Regions from separate parts of the Zea mays genome. Here regions 1 and 2 are each linked to region 3. Evidence: chromatin contacts called from public Hi-C data. All regions are on one chromosome and are shown on one strand. The core of a region is the stretch at or near the end of the contact, and the rest is flanking DNA. Distances in the headings are between cores, read along the strand shown.

Region 1 (3,016 bases), core at 70-2,569, 180 kb before region 3:
ATCTCCCCTTCATCCCCACCCTCCCCTTTGTCGTACTCCGGGGCGGCGTTGGCGTTGCCGGCGCCGACGTCGGTGGGGCGGTAGAACCCCATGAGCACCGCGGCGTGCGGCGCGAGCCCGCGACGGTCGTGGAGGTACCTGCGGATGACGAACGTGAGGAGCTGCGCGTACCGCTGGGCCGGGCCCAGCGCACGGTCTCGGAGAAGGAGGAGGCGGACGAGCGCCTCGGCCATGGCGTCGTCGTCGGGGCCGCGCGAGAGGGCGCACACGGTGAGGAGACCGTGCGGGAAGGCGTGCTCGTAGCGGAAGGCCGCGAGCTCGTCGAGCTGCGAGAGCGCGCGCGGCGATAGGAAGACACCGGGGTCGGGGCCGGGGCCGAGGCCGTTTCCGTCCGAGGCGGGTGTGGCGGTTGGAGGGGCGAGGCGGGGGCAAGGGGAGCAGTCGATGGCGGGTGCAGGGGATCGGGAGCGGCATGGCGGCTGAATTCGCGGTGGGAATCGATGCGGAGTGGGGTGGGCGGCCGGGTGCGCGCGGGATCCGCGGAGGAGTGGGGGTGGGCGGCCGGGTGCGCGCGGGATCCACGGAGGTAAGGGATGGCGGGGGCAGTCTACACTGCACTCTTAATTATTAGTAGAGATAATGAATAAGCGGCTAGAAATAGCCTTATAATCAAACACATGGTGGCCTTATAATCAAATACATGGTGCTGAGGCTTTTTCGTGAACGTGGGATTCCTGTGTTTTTTTTCTAATAAAAAATAAATTTATTTCTGTAATTTTTATATATCTCCTGTATTCTAAAAGATCCTAAATTTATTTGTTTGTTTTGCTGATAACAGTAGTTAATGTCTAAATTATTTTCTCTTTTCCCTCCTCTTCTCCTTTCCTTTCCTTCCCTCCTCGGGTTTCCCCGATCTCTTCCTCCCCCTCTATCTCTCCCTCTCCCTCTCCCTCTTCCTCTCTCCTACCACATCTCCAGCCCTCTTCTCGGCCCGACGGCGTTCCACCCCCTACCCTCTTTTCCCGCCAGCGCCGTTCCTTCCTCTGCGGTAGCCCTGCGTGAAGCACACGGCGGTGGTCCTCGTCAACCAAATCGTCGCCACATCGCGTTCTCCCCGGCGAGGATCTGTAGGCGAGCTCGCCGTCCATATCCGCCCAAGCCACCCCCAGCTCGTCGCAGGTGCTCTTCTTCCTCCCTCTCTCTCTTACGTCGTATGGGGGCTCCGGCGGGTCGCGTTTGTGCGGTGGGCGACCTCGCCGCCGGAGATTTCCTCCCTCTACAACCAACCGCCGGATAGGGGAGGGGATGCATCCCTTCATTTGAGGTAAATGGGGCTATAGATGGAGACTCGCTATAGTTGAGGGGATGCATCCCCTCCATCTGAGGAGGTTGGGTTTGAGTATTTACCTAAGTCGAAAATTTAGGTATTGGGTATTGAATTGAATGATTAATCTGTTGGAGCCCTCTCAGTTCCCTGCTGTTTTTTTGGTATTGGGGATGCTTTGAGTATTCTGTTGGAGATGCGCTATCTGTGTTTGGATCTGACTACATGCATGAAACTTCGGAGTTTGCGAAAATATTGGGTTTATATGTGTATATCCATGTCCTATACTGGGTCCACCACTGGGATTGAGAAATGAGAACTCGGTCCTTGCTTCTCATAGGCGAATTTAGCTAGGTTTGTCGGGATAAGCCGACTCCAATAAAATTTATAAATCATTTAGCAAAACACTGTTAAAAGTTCAACATATCCATTGCCATAGATGGTTTCGTTCATTGGATGTGGTGACACTCCAGGGGTTCAGCTTGCCCTTGTCATTGCCAGAATGCACATAGTAGATCTGTTATTCCTTTAAATTAGCCTCACATCTTATTTCGTAGTAATATATGCTTCTTGGTTGTATAAATCTGAACATTGAAGAATATTGTCTTAAGAAGATTTAACCCTTGTCATTAATATTTACCAACATGTACATACTGTAAATGCTTACACATGCCCTTATATTTGGTTCACAGTTGCATAAAGTATTGTGTTAAATGTGCTTTTGGGTTGTGCAAATTTGAGCCCTGAACATAAATCTTAGTGATTGCCAATCAAATTTTGCAACCTGCACACCTATGAATTTCTGTGACTTGGACCACCGTTTTCTCCACAGTTCAGCAGATGCATTGGCTTGTTGGGCATTGATGATGATATGCAGCATGGTACTTCATTTTTATTTACATGTCGTAGGTTTGTCCTAAGTCAAACATTTGTATCTTTACCATCGATTTCAAAAAAAATATTTAGGTTCATGATATAAGATTTATATTTTAAGATTCACTATGAAAATATTTTCATAATATATAATGTGCTGTAAAACTATAAGGATTTTTTTTGAAATGAATGGTCAAAGATACTAATGTTTGACTTAGGACAAACCTAATGTGACATGTAAAAAAGAAGGGAGGGAGTAGTTATTTATTGACTTTCCATTTCATTATAAACAAATGAGAAAAAATGGGCAAAGCTCATGCCTTATGTTTGTTGCCACCAGTTATTACTGAATGAATTAGCAATGCTGGTAGAAGTTTGTTTACTCTATGCACTGTGAGATTAAGATTATTTAAATTCGGTCAGAAAGTTGTATTGGGATCTTTTTTTTTTTTGCTACTTTGGTGCCACGTCAACACCATTTTTTCTATATGCCTTGGCAGCATGGAATTTCCTATACATTCTGATAAATTGTTAAATTATTGTTTATAATGAATTGCAGTAGCAGCAACACAACAACCATGAGTCTTGCTTGTCTTGTATGCCATGGCATGAGCAGCTCCTCACACTCTCTTAGAAGCTACTCGGTGTCAAGTTCAGAGGAGGAAAGCCGATGTGGAGCTGCTGTGGCCTGCTTAGCTCGAAGAGTAACACCAGCTGGAACTTCTACTAGTGCTGGGACATCGAAAGTGACCCCCTTTCCACCCATTGTGAGTGGTCAAGTTGGCACGGAGGGCACTCCTCGACTTCAACGCAGCCGTG
Region 2 (3,096 bases), core at 60-2,559, 150 kb before region 3:
ATCTCAAACCACACAAGTTTCAGTAGTTCTCTTTCGAATACATTTTGACAATTCAGCAGTCAATAAGATTCACCTTTATCGAGTTCATTAAATATTGAAGCAGCAAGACAGTGCAAGCATTAACAATATTATCCAAAAGCATTTACTTTACCAAATCCACAAAACCAAAATTCTAAATTAAAGTTCACCCTCACCTGATCAAGCACAGCTTCAGTGATCATATCCCCAGCAACCTCCTTTGACTCAGCCACCACAGCAAGCTCATCTGACACCCACTTCCTCCCCGCAGGTGCAGAAGTGAGAACACTGGCAAACCTTTGCAGATCCCTCTCTTCTTTGTGCATTGTCTTGGCCGCCTTCTTCCTGGCTACAGCCAGAACCACATGGTCCATGGCCTCTTCGTTCATTATCACTTCGAATGTGATGGTGTCCTTCCTAGGGAAGACCAACTCGACGAACTTTGACAGCAGATCGTACCGCGCTCGCATCTCCATGGTGGCAAGCAACCCCTGGCAGAACCGTCTCCCACTTGCATAGAACTTGAACACGTCCTGCCCCTCCTTCAGCAGGAGTGGCGTGTCCTTGCCGTCGCCTGTGCCAAGAAGGCTGAAGTTCTTGTCGAAGATAGAGTCCCTGGTGGCGAACTTGGTGGCCCAGGCCAGCGCGATGTTCTCGTTTTGCCGCTTCCCAGTGAAGTAGTTGAGCACGTAACAGACCAGGAAGCTGGCGCACGCGATCTCGAAGGAGAACGCGCGGAGGAGCTCAGCCGGGCTCCTCTTCGCAGCCGGCGCCACCTCCACCGGTGCCTCCGCGGAGGGATCTGATGGGTCGACCTCGGCCGGCGCGGCGGAGTCGTCAGAGGGGATCGCTTCGGGCACGGGGATGCCCTCGAACTCGTCTTCGTCCCAGAGGTCGAGCGCCGGGGTGGGATCCCGAGGCGTAGGCGTAGCCGGGTTAGGGTTCGGCGCCGGTGTCGTCGTGACGGGAGGTGAAGGAGCGGAGGTGGAGAGGGAGATGGGCGGAGGGGGCGGGAGGTAGACGCCGTCGAGGCCCTCGTCATCGTCAGCATCTAGGCCGCCGGCCGCGACAGGAAGGTCGTCGGAGTCGAAGCCCTCGAAGTTAGCGGCAAAGGAGGGGGAGATATTGAGGGCGAGGAGCAGCAAAATGAGAATGGCAGCACGGGGCGGCCGGAGCCGGATCCAGCTCAGCGCCGCCATAGCTTAGGATGCGGGAGTGAAGGTGTGCAGTGTGCTGGGGAAGACGAAGGGGATTATGGTCCGCGGCGGTGCTGGGAAGGACGGAAGGTGGGGCCGTGGGGGAACCGTGCGACTACTGCGGAAGTGGTTGATCGTTGGGATCTGAGATTCAGTTTTTTTTTTCTCTCTCTCTCTCATTTGGTGTGATCTGGCAATGGGCGTGGGAATATGATGCACATTTCATCAAAAAGAAAAAAGGAAAAAGAAGTCCCATTCAACATTAATTAGTCACTGAATTTCGAAGAGTTCTCAAACTTTAATACCAGAGAATTTATATACTTAAAACTCGTAATATTTCTTTGGTGGTTTTACTGAGGCATCTTCAAGTGTTTAGTTTAGTTTACTTATTAAATTAATAGATCTACTGAGTTAATAGAAGAAATAACAATTTTAAATTTTGTCCTTCTTTAACAATCTTCTATAATAACTTTGTAAACAATTCTGCAGTGAAAACTCTCAACTATTGTAACCAATCAAATGTTTTTAATAGTTTCTTTGCCTCTTACAGGTTCCTCATCTGAAACTTTTATTTTCTTGATCTACTCGTACGTCTAATTTACTCCGATCTCTTTATAATAACACCACACGGAAAGGAAATCGGGTACGGAGTTTTTCCTCATCACGGAAACTTACGTGCTAGAGCAAATATTTTGTGATTCTTTTATTTTAAAGGAGATCTTTTACCAAATCATTGGAAGATATTTTTCTAATTTTGCTAATAAGATAGATAGTTGTTTTTATAAAGCTCTTGGAGATGCTCTAGCAGTCTAGCGTAGCAGTATACTCCAACTATCATTCGGTCTCTCTCTTATATAAAAAATACAGCTTTTTCTATGTAAAGTCGTATGTATACGGACTTTTACATCATAATTGTAGAGCTCAACATTATAATTTTTATAATTAATAATTGTCACATTCGATCATGACTGGGTTATTTTTGTCAACATCATGAGCATCATCTGCAATCTAAAACTTACATATGCAAAAAATATTTTTTTGAGCAACGTTATGTTCCATCGAGCAAACTGTTGCATGCCCAAATAGTTTGTGAGGAGTGGCTTCAAACTTAGCAAATTTTCATGGATAATGTGTTCCAACAGACAGTCTGATGTCCATTCGAACCTCACTTGGCATCTCTGGCACCACATGATAGACCATTTGTCTCTTGTGCACAAAGTGGATAAAATTTTCCTATGGTATTTGTGAAAGGGTGTAATCCTCACAAAAGATAATTTGGCTAAACGAAACTGGCAAGGTAGTTTATCATGCGTCTCTTGTCACAAGAAGAGACCATCCAACACCTCTTCTTCGAATGTCGGCTAGCCCGGTCAGTCTGGAGCGTGTTTCTGATGGCCACTGGAATCAACCAACCACAAAATGTGGACCATATGTTTGTGGATTGGCTTCAAGGTTTTAATAGTGTGCTGAAACCAATGCTTCTACTTGGAGCGACGGTGTTGTGCTGGGCGCTCTGGATCTGTAGAAATGACTTAGTTTTTGAGAAAAAAATCTTGTGTTCTCCTTTGCAGGTTATCCATTTGCCGTCACAGAAGCTCTCAAGTTGGGCCATCTTCAGCGATAGGAGTTGCGGCCGTTGGTTGTGGAGGGTTCGCGGCTCTTGGTGCGAACGGCCACGGTCTTTTTTTCCCGGGTGCATGGGTGGCGATCTAGTCTTCGGATTGACTGTCGCTAGCTTGGAGAAGCTGCTGCGTCCATGTTTATTTTTTGTTTTGTTTTTTGTTTTAGGTTGGCTATGTGCATTAGGCAGAGACCGGAAGTTTGTGTACCAAGACTATGTATTCTCTTGATGTATCGCTCTTGGTAACCTTTAATATAAAGC
Region 3 (3,037 bases), core at 416-2,915:
CGGTGTGCTACCCGCGCGTGCTCTGCTCCTCTGCGCGCGCAGGCGCGCATTTAATGTGTTACAGTCGACCGTTGCGCGCGAAGTAGCCGTTGCTCCGCTGTCACACCGGGCAGTCCGGTGAATTATAGCGGAGCGGATTCCCGAAGCTGGCGGGTTCAGAGTTGCTCTCCCTTGGGGCACCGGACACTGTCCGCTGGTGCACCGGACAGTCCGGTGAATTATAGCGGAGCTCCTCTGAAAATTCCCGAAGATGAAGAGTTGGGCGTCGAGTTCCCTGGTGCACCGGACAGTCCGGTGCGCCAGACCAGGGTGCACTTCGGTTGTCTTTTGCTCTCTTGTTTGAACCCTTTTCTTGGTCTTTTTATTGGCTTATTGTGAACCTTTGGCACCTGTAGAACTTATAGACTAGAGCAAACTAGTTAGTCCAATTATTTGTGTTGGGCAATTCAACCACCAAAATCTATTAGGAAATAGGTGTAAGCCTAATTCCCTTTCAAGGAGGAGAAGGTATTCTTCAAATTGTCCATCTATTTCAAACACGAATTCAAAGTACAATAACCAATTATTATGGTTAGTACCTAACCACATCCATTATGACAAACTAATAACAAATTACTAACTAATACCTAACTACTAACTAACTAGTAACTAATAAAGAATAGCTAACTAATAACTAACTACTAGCTAACTAATAACTAATAATGAATTACTAATAATAATGAACTACTAACTAAGTGCTAACTAATAACGAATTACTAATAAAAACTAAATACTAACTAATCAAGAAAAAGGATTATACCTAAGGTCCCGGTGGAGTAAGACAAGCGCTGGCGTTGGAGCCAGACGATCTACTCACTATAAAAAAGAACATGGTAGTAAGTAAAAAATTTCGACAACACCTCCTCTCCCTAGAGAGGTTTCTAAAACCTACAAATTCACGTGGCATTTATCACATGAATCACATTCATCAAATTCACATTCATCACTTGCATCACATTAACGTTCAACACAGTTACCTTCGTCACTTAATAATAACAAAACCAACATCTACATATGTTAGATTATGATAGAAGAGTAGGAGGGTAATGTATCACTTTAACATCGTAAATAAGCTGAAATAATACAAACAAGGACTTAGGACCTGTTTGAGGAGCTTTACTTCAAAAACTTCAGCTTTGGTTTTTCAACTTCACCATAAAACAGTTCAAACAGATTGTTAAGGTGGGTTACAGGATTGTTTGGCTTGCATATGGACTCCAACTTCTATAGTACAACTGATTTGTGTGAGTTTCCTTGATTACCTGTGATGATTAGTGGGTTGTCGCGAGAGAGAATGAAAGTTGTATGTTGCGTAACTAGTGGCATGGTGGTTAATTTTTGTACAATTTCATGAGGAGATATAAAACAGTGTTTTTGAAACATCCTTTAAAGAGCTTCATAAATCTCATAAAACTGACCTCTAGTTTCGATTTTTTAAAGCTGGAGCTTGTTGAGGTGCATGTGTTTGGTTAGCTGAAATTCTTGAAGCCCACGGCTCTAAAAAGGCGTCATGAGAAAATTTTGGAGTTTTCCCCTGATCCAAATTGGGCTGAAGTTTTCAAAGCCCAGCTGAAAACCCTGTTCCTTCCGACCTTGGCCACCTCGTACGCATCGGCATCGCGTCGCGCCCGCCGCTCTCCTCTCCTGCCGGCCTGTCCAACTTCAAAAGAGCACGCGCTTCTGCCCCCCGCCCTCCTGCACCGCTCTCCTTCCCCGACGATGGATCCCGCAGCCATGTTGAGATCCCCGTGCTCTATCGTCTCGCCGGGCTCCTTATTAACCGCCCCACTTCTCCCAGTACGCCTCGCCGTCCAGCCACGCCGCCGAGTGCCTGGTTTTATTGCGCCCTCCGGCAGGCCGTCCGTCGCGCGGCGCGCCGCGGCCGGAGACAAGTTCGAGGCCGAGACGCCCATAGAGAAAAGTCGGTAACTATACTTTCGCTTCTCGTTCCCATGCCTGTCGTTTCAGTTGTATTTGTGTGTTTGCTGTTGCTTTTCGAACATGTTTAATACTGATGCGTGTGCTTACTGATGAGGTGATCACATTTCAGGTTTCCCTCCCTTCCCAACTGTCATGGACATCAACCAGATCCGTGACATCCTGCCACATAGGTGAGTCGATTATTGTGGGTGCTATTTGTTCATTTGTTCCTGCATTTTTCATTGTGGCTTAGCAGATGTCTGAAAAACGTGTGAAATGTAGGCAAGGTACTTCTTTATTGGAATTTTAGGGCTTTGTCAATAATAATGCATGACTTGTATGTTATAAACAGGCTGTTAGTTTTTTTAGCCTAAGAATAAAGTTCTGGTCATGTGATTTGCTTGTTTATTGTATTGCTTTGAATTTTAACGAACTTCCTACCTATGAAGCTGACTATTTGTCTGACTTCCCTCCTCCGATGGATTCACATCTTGTCTAACCTGTTGTATATAGTGGTTTCCTATCATTTTGATTTTCAGTTAATGTCTTTACCAGTCACCTGGACTGTGAAAATGAAATAAATAACCAACTCCGCACCACAGTCATAAAAATATAACCATTAACGTTTCTTAAACAATAGTTATATGATTGATTATGAACACATGGCACCTTTCTAACTTCGGTTGTAAGTGTGTTCTTGACCAATGTGCACTGTTCAGAGCTGCGCATGTGGAGATGTTCAAGTTAGTCTAGCCACTGCACATTCTAAACCTTCTAATTTTCTTTTGAACAGTGAATACCATTAAATTTTTAGGCTAACCGTGTATATATTTAGTGATACATAAGTGATGCAACTATATCTTTTTTTTATTTCATTTTGTTCCTATGGTCATGGTCATTTTATCAGTAAAATTATCATACAAGAGATATTTGCAGTCAAATTTCAATTTGGAAGTCCATACCAAGCCAATTCACACCTTTTAAATTTGAACAAACTACATGTTTTTTTTTGTGTATTTCTTAGCCATAGTAATGATGCTTCATAGGTGAGTAGTCGGATGCTTGTTGGTTGCCATAC

The links. Hi-C and Micro-C count contacts between places; a contact is called where the count stands out from the background.
Region 1: a contact with region 3 is called in a Hi-C map of ear, with 2.0 times the contacts expected there. The contact joins the promoter of LOC103637145 here to the promoter of LOC100283232 in region 3. A contact is called at or near these places in 2 of 25 Hi-C or Micro-C datasets (ear and tassel).
Region 2: a Hi-C map of leaf shows a contact between it and region 3, with 4 times the contacts expected there. The contact joins the promoter of LOC100276062 here to the promoter of LOC100283232 in region 3. A contact is called at or near these places in 4 of 25 Hi-C or Micro-C datasets (ear, leaf and tassel).

Annotation. Positions count from the first base shown.
Region 1 is chr8:103,385,473-103,388,488 of Zm-B73-REFERENCE-NAM-5.0, reverse strand. LOC103637145 reads right to left here and starts at 1,319. Exons shown (of 3, transcript XM_008659399.2): 1 at 1,070-1,319; 2 at 1-607. The coding sequence starts at 1,319. LOC100276536 reads left to right here and starts at 901. Exons shown (of 2, transcript NM_001150300.2): 1 at 901-1,179; 2 at 2,757-3,016. The coding sequence starts at 2,776.
Region 2 is chr8:103,352,896-103,355,991 of Zm-B73-REFERENCE-NAM-5.0, reverse strand. LOC100276062 (DUF1682 family protein) reads right to left here and starts at 1,309. Exons shown (of 3, transcript NM_001149943.2): 1 at 195-1,309. The coding sequence starts at 1,217.
Region 3 is chr8:103,207,248-103,210,284 of Zm-B73-REFERENCE-NAM-5.0, reverse strand. LOC100283232 (beta-hydroxyacyl-ACP dehydratase) reads left to right here and starts at 1,665. Exons shown (of 4, transcript NM_001366958.1): 1 at 1,665-1,960; 2 at 2,090-2,150. The coding sequence starts at 1,759.